2 separate regions of the Mus musculus genome follow, and region 2 is linked to region 1. The links are chromatin contacts, called in public promoter capture Hi-C maps. All regions are on one chromosome and are shown on one strand. The core of a region is the stretch at or near the end of the contact, and the rest is flanking DNA. Distances in the headings are between cores, read along the strand shown. Region 1 holds the start of Slc6a20b (solute carrier family 6 (neurotransmitter transporter), member 20B). Region 2 holds the start of Ccr9 (chemokine (C-C motif) receptor 9).

Region 1 (3,206 bases), core at 418-2,917:
ATCTTATGTAGAGCAAGATGTTTCTCGATAATTCTCTTGAGATGGTACTAAGTCATATTTCAGACAAATCCTTTGCTGGTTCTAGGCACAATAGCACAATACATATATTGGAGATAGAGAACAGAGTAATTTAGAAAATTTAATAAAATATAAAATTTAAAAAGAGCCACATGTGGTGGTAATGTGTGCCTGAATTCCCACTATTTGGGAGACTGAGGCTACACCTGTTTCAAAAAACAAAACAAACAACAACAAAACCCCATAAAAATAAACAGGAAGATCATTGTTAAGGTCATTGTTAAAAACATAATTATCCATACAATAGCTATAGAATATACATTCTCATCAGCACATTGAACTTCCTCTGAATAGACCATATCTTACTTAAGGCACAAAACAAATATCAAATAATATAATTGTAATTAGGAGTCAACATGAACCAGGTGTGGTAATATATACCGATAACCCCACCTATTTGAGAGGCTGAAGCAGGAAGACTGAAGACCTAGCCTAAGCAAGTAACTTAGCAAACCTCCATCTCAAAATGGAGGTTGAAGCAATGGCTCCATTAAAACAACAACAACAACCAACAGTTCTCTGGCTGTTCTTGCAGAGAACCTGGGTTCAGTTTCCAAACTGCGGTTCACAACAATCCATATTACCAGTTCCAGATATATGTGCATACACATATTTGTATATATTCATGTATATATGAATGATAGATAGAGGTATAGCTATACACAAGTATGAAGGCAAAACACAAAACAAAAATAACTTAAAAAAAAAAAAAGAAGAAGACGCCTGCAACACCAACAACATCAAAATAAAAATTAAAAAAAGTTCTCAAGGCTTTGCAAGCAGAACCAAGGAGTTTGGACTTTCTCATATGGGGAAACTAGAGACTTTGATAATTAACAGTGCACTCACCAGGATGAGCAAATGATTGAAAATTGCATAACCTTCTTAGTAGAATAAGACTATAGAACCCTGCCCACAGCTGTACCCACTTTCTCTCCTTTGTCCAGAGTTCAAGTGACACAGTTTGATGGTCTTTTGTATCCTGTTTCTGGTAGGTACAGTGAAGTTCCCATCCATACGCAGTCATCCATTAGCCAAGGCAGCTTCCTGGGACCACTCAGGTGGGGTTAAGCTGGACTGAATCATCTGTGCGGGGTATCTGGACACCCCAGAGAACTGAGCTTCGTCCCCTTTGCTTCTTAGATACAGTTATCACTGAGGCCCAAGCGATACGTAAATTACAAATCAGACACAATGCTCAGCTCACTGTCTGATACTTGCTACCCTTTACCTGTCAGTTATGCAACTGAGAATCTCTGTCGTTGTGTGTGTAAGGTGGGAACCCAAGATAATGGCATCCTGTTTCACTTAATGGATTTTATTGGTAGCTCAGGATGCACCATAGTGGGAGTGTTTGTACTAGAAAAATTGATAAGTACATAGATCAGAGTTTTTCTGCAGTCTGTAGCTAAACATTTAGCTAAACATTTTCCAGCTCACCACCAGCCTCCAACAGATACAACCAAATTTGTGAATTGTTTTGCAGACACCCTTAACAGCAAGAGGAGCCCAGAAATCCTGAAGTTTGAGAGACAAAGGACACAGAAAGGAATGTGGCCAAAGGTTAGTGGGAGGATCTAAACTGGCCACCTGTGAGGTTGAGGCAGCGAGGGAAGCACTGGTCAAGAAGGGAACCAACACAGAATTGGGGTCGAAAGCTGATTCCAGAGTCCTGGAAAGAAACAGTAGAAAACACAGGGGTTTGGGGGTGGGGCGCGGAAGAGGGCACAGGTGTTGCTCATTCTACAGTGAGAGTTGTCTCAGAAGATGGAATCACCTTCAGCACATGCGGTCTCCCTGCCAGAGGATGAGGAGCTCCAGCCCTGGGGAGGCGCTGGAGGACCTGGTCAGCACCCAGGAAGACCGAGGTCAACAGAGTGTGCCCACCCTGGGGTTGTGGAGAAGGTGCGGCCAAAGTGGGACAACCCCCTGCAGTTCCTACTTGTCTGTATCTCCTATGCTGTGGGCCTGGGCAATGTATGGCGCTTCCCCTACCTGTGCCAGATGTATGGCGGAGGTGAGTACAATGGGCAGGTGCAGCATGTCTGCCTGACTGAGTGCTTCACATCTCAAACTTTCACCTTCCTGGGATCTGGATGAATTATAGGTCTGCTGGATGTCCTCTCCAAATTGCTGACCCAAGCCCCGCACAGAGGGAAGGTTTGGCCTGTGCATCCGTGGACAGTGCTTTTGTTCTGCTATCTAAAACATCTTCAGCTAATTTGAAGTCATGAAGGTTTTCTCTGTTCCTCTTCTAACTCTTTAACCTCTGGGTTGTTCATGTGGAACTATGATCTACTTCCTTTCTTCCTCTTCTGTGCATGAACTGTGATACCAACTAAGTAAGGCTCTTTTGATTCAGTTGTATTGTTTTGACAAAAGGACTGCAGAGCTTATCTGCTTAAATTGAATTATTGAGGTTTGAAGAAGTGATGGAAATGATTGCCACGCACAGGTAAAGGTGACCACACTGCTACCTTGGTATGAGCTTTGAGTTTTCTTTTGGCCCTAGCTAGCAGATAAGCATCCAGGCTCTGTCACAGAGACAAGATGACCAAGGGCCACACCAGATTTGATGTGGTTACTGCTTGATACTTTGGGTTAAAATTGGACTATCTTATGACCTTTGAGTGTTAGAGCATTAACTCCAAACATCTGTGGAAATATGGCCTCTGCTGTAAAGTGTCTCCAGAGAATAAATCACACAGGCCTCAGCCTCCTTTGACATCAAGTTGGTAAAGGGTAAAAACTCAGCCTTTTCAGAGCAAGGGGATTTTGAGAAGCCTCCTGAATGAGAAGGCGGTGCACGGACCCTGCTTGCACACAAGGACAAGCTGGGGTCAGGCTCTGACCATTAATGTGGGTATGTGCTGTCCCCTGCCAACACTTTCACTCTTCCCTCCTTCATGTGGCCACAGAGCTCTGCATAACCTCCGTGACAGCCGCTCTGGGATCTGTGAGCCACCTGAATTCCATAGCTTGGTTTAAGAAAAGGCACTGGATACAACCCAAAGACCCACACTTGAGTAGATTGACCAACACACTCAGAGCAGAATGCCTTACAAACAGTTTAATACCATGCTACGGTCCCTCTGCAAAGTCAGCTCTGAGATGGCTGCTGCTTGTTT
Region 2 (3,206 bases), core at 464-2,963, 130 kb before region 1:
AAACCTGAAAGCATAATGTTCAGGAGACAGAGGAAAGCTGCTCGTTCTACAGAAGTGAAAACTGCCTATGAGGTAGGTCAGTCTAAAACTATCCTTACTCTGCCATTACTTTCCTATTCTGTTTCCCTTAAGAAACTAACAGAAAAATCAGATAGAGATGGCTTGTCACTGCCTATATCACATCCAGTGCTACTACCAATCATAGTAGGTCACACTGTGAACAGGAGCTATGAACCCAGGTCTATACTTTGACCTTTGTCCTACTTGGTACTCATGAGTTGAATCATTTTAGCGTGTGTGTGTGTGTGTGTGTGTGTGTGTGTAGCTCTAGGACTCTGAGTCATCTACCATCAGACCTATTCACAAAGTCTGAGTCAGGAGCTCACTTCCCTGGGACCTGTGAGCATGAGTCTACAGTATTGATAAGAATGGACAGAAATTGGAAGAAGAGGGCTCTGAAACTCCAGATGCTGGAATGACCATTATTTTGGATTGTTTGGCAAAGAGGCTAAAGAGACAGATTCCCTTGGTAGTGGTTGCCTGCAGGTCCAGATCACTAGCTCAGCAACAGTTGCTATGACCTACTGGCTGGCTATAGAGCAGGCTAATTAAGAACTGAAGAATGAGAGTGTGGAGGTCATGGAGAGATGGCTCAGCAACTAAGAACAGATATAATACGTGTCTTGAAGAGGACCTAAGTATGAATTTCAGCTATGTTAGAAGACTCACACAGTCATCAGTACTTCAAGCACCGGTTCTCACATGTGCACATGCGTAATTAAAAGTATAATAAATCTTTAAATTCTTTTTAGAACAGAAGAATGTGGACATGTTGTAAAAGAAAGGGCATGCCAATTTTCTATGGATGGGTCGTTTGAAATAACTTGGCTTCTTTTCTGATCAACAAAGAATATTTTCACAATGCACAAAAAGATCCAAAACTTCAAACACACACACACTCTCTCTCTTTATAAATATAAACGAGGGAAAAATACAAAGTCAAGTATCACTTTCCAGTTTAGCCATTGTTAGATTTCTGAGCCGTGTCTTCGTACTGTCCCTTTAATAGCACATAAACATGTACCAGTGCGAAGGGAATCACACCACACATAGTTTTATAAATATATATGTTTTAGTCTGTCTTTCCTGGGCCACACTTCATGTACTGAGCACAGAGTTTGACATGGAGTTAAACAACTGAGCACTTCATTGTCTAACGAACCATAGTCTACTGCACTCCTGTCAAGTTTTTGGTCCCCAAGGTTTCTCTGCTATAAAAGTCCTTTCTGTGGCCAGTCTCTCAGACCCAAGGTTGTCACCCTTCTCAGACTTTTGGAAACCCCCTTGCTACCTGTCCCAACACTGTTTCTCCTCCCTTGAAGGTACAAATCACAAACAATGCTATTGAGCTTGACCTTCACTGTGTTCCGAGAGGGAGACTCTTCATTCACCCTACAAGAAGCCTGAGCCATACTGGAACTTTCTAGCAAAGAGCATGGTACACATGACATCTGAACAGATGAGTGCACTCATGGGATATAGATGCGTTGGTGGCAGCATATAGCCAAGTACACAGGTGATGTCTAAGGCACAGAAGAAGGGAAGGATCTACTCACCAGGAGGGGAAGTGCAGAGTCTGGGTCTGTAGGGAGAGGACCACTGCAGCTGCCTGGGATGAGAAGGCTTCTGTGGGTTCTGAGCAGACAGCTATCCGCTAAAACACACCAAAAAGGAAGCCAGGCCACCTCTGCCTGTGTTGTCACTGGCGGAGTAACCCAGAAGGGTGGGGAGCCACCTGCTGCAGATTCTAGTAACACACATCTATCATTTGCAGCCAGAAATGCAAAGCTAAGGACCACCAGGGTTAAGGATTAACCATCTTCAGTGTGGACAATGTACACACAGAGTCTAAGAGCAAATTGTCTTCTTAGGCCCCCGATACAGGAGCCGGAGACATGGGGAGTCCTGGCCAGAGGCACACATTTATAAGAACAAGTATATGTGAGGTACTACCTCTATACTGTCTATCAAGATGTGTCCTTTGAGGCCTTGAGAGACCTGTGTTGCCCAGTTCTATAGCTACCAGCCAAATGTTCCCACTGAAATGGAAACTATAATGGGGAGCACCTCTGCAGTGACACTCAACACATGCACCCATGGCTGCTACAGATGACGGATAGTACAGATGCCTAACATTTATGACATGGCAGAGCACTCTGCGGATGCTGTTACCTCAGAAAGTTCTGTATGTGATAGGCAGCTTGGAACAGATTATGAAGGACCAAGGACACCTTAAATTCAGAAAAGTTTTACACATATGTTAACATTGAGAGCTAAAGTGTCTTTATGAATCACAGGTGTTTCAGTAAAGTTTTGAAAAGTCTCAACATGCAAATGTTATATTTTTTATAGAAACTCACAGGTGATATCTTCTTAAAGGGCCACAGTTATAGTGAAGATTCCCTGTTGTCATCATTTTTTTAAAACTCCTTTTTATATTTGAAATATACAAATCACAGCTCATTCTAGAAGACTAATTTCCTCTTGATGTGTTTAGCATCCTGTGCACTAAGTGCAGTGTTACTCCCAGACATATAGCCCAGCAATCACCCCCTCCTAGTACAGAACAAAGAGATTTCATGATTTGTCCTAATTTATATCTCAGTGGCAAAAGGTTAATAAGCATAGGAAAGGCTGAAAGACCTGAGTAGTAAGAATGAAAGATGCAATTGATTCATCACCTCCAGGGAACCATGGTGTGAGTAAGCCAAGAAATTCCCTTCCCTCAACCCACATTCATGTGCATAACTAGTGTACTACCAGTCTCTGACAGTGTCCAATGCTGTGTCAATTACTGAGAGAAAAGAAGGGAGCAGCAGGAAGAGCATGCTCTAGGCCCTGACCTTCTGGCCACCTTTAGGCAGAGATAGCAGTGAACTTGCTGTTTGCCTTGTGCCTGGAAAGCCTCCTGGAGGGAGAGACTAGAATTGTTAAGACTTCCTTCTCTGAGACCTGTCTCTTCCCCGAGTTAGAGTATGGCAAGGAACCAGTGCAAGTACATCAGAAAGCCAGAAGAGGTGGTTCAAAGATGGAAGGAGATGGATGCAGTGAGGAATAAAAGTCAGACCCCTTCCTCCACATGGGCCCCACGGTCTAAGAGAAAGCAAATCTGAAGAGGTCCTACTCTCACTCACAACAACCCTCTT

What was found. Capture Hi-C pulls out chosen DNA fragments and counts their contacts.
Region 2: a contact with region 1 is called in a promoter capture Hi-C map of pancreatic islet. The contact joins the promoter of Ccr9 here to the promoter of Slc6a20b in region 1. A contact is called at or near these places in 5 of 39 promoter capture datasets (the C10 cell line, embryonic stem cells, hippocampal neurons and 1 more), 3 of 15 datasets of contacts at CTCF or cohesin (large pre-B cells, pro-B cells and stem cell-derived epiblast-like cells), 28 of 484 Hi-C or Micro-C datasets (B cells, the Ba/F3 cell line, the CH12 cell line and 15 more), 5 of 115 datasets of contacts at active chromatin or transcription factors (CD8 T cells, the SCID.adh cell line, T-cell acute lymphoblastic leukemia and 2 more) and 5 of 9 other capture datasets (adipose tissue, embryonic stem cells, liver and 2 more).

What each region holds. Positions count from the first base shown.
Region 1 is chr9:123,630,999-123,634,204 of GRCm38.p6, reverse strand. Slc6a20b (solute carrier family 6 (neurotransmitter transporter), member 20B) reads left to right here and starts at 1,667. Exons shown (of 11, transcript NM_011731.4): 1 at 1,667-2,095. The coding sequence starts at 1,846.
Region 2 is chr9:123,765,718-123,768,923 of GRCm38.p6, reverse strand. Ccr9 (chemokine (C-C motif) receptor 9) reads right to left here and starts at 1,713. Exons shown (of 3, transcript NM_009913.6): 1 at 1,617-1,713. It overlaps Gm17021 (a long non-coding RNA gene), which reads left to right. Exons shown (of 2, transcript XR_380030.3): 2 at 1-3,206.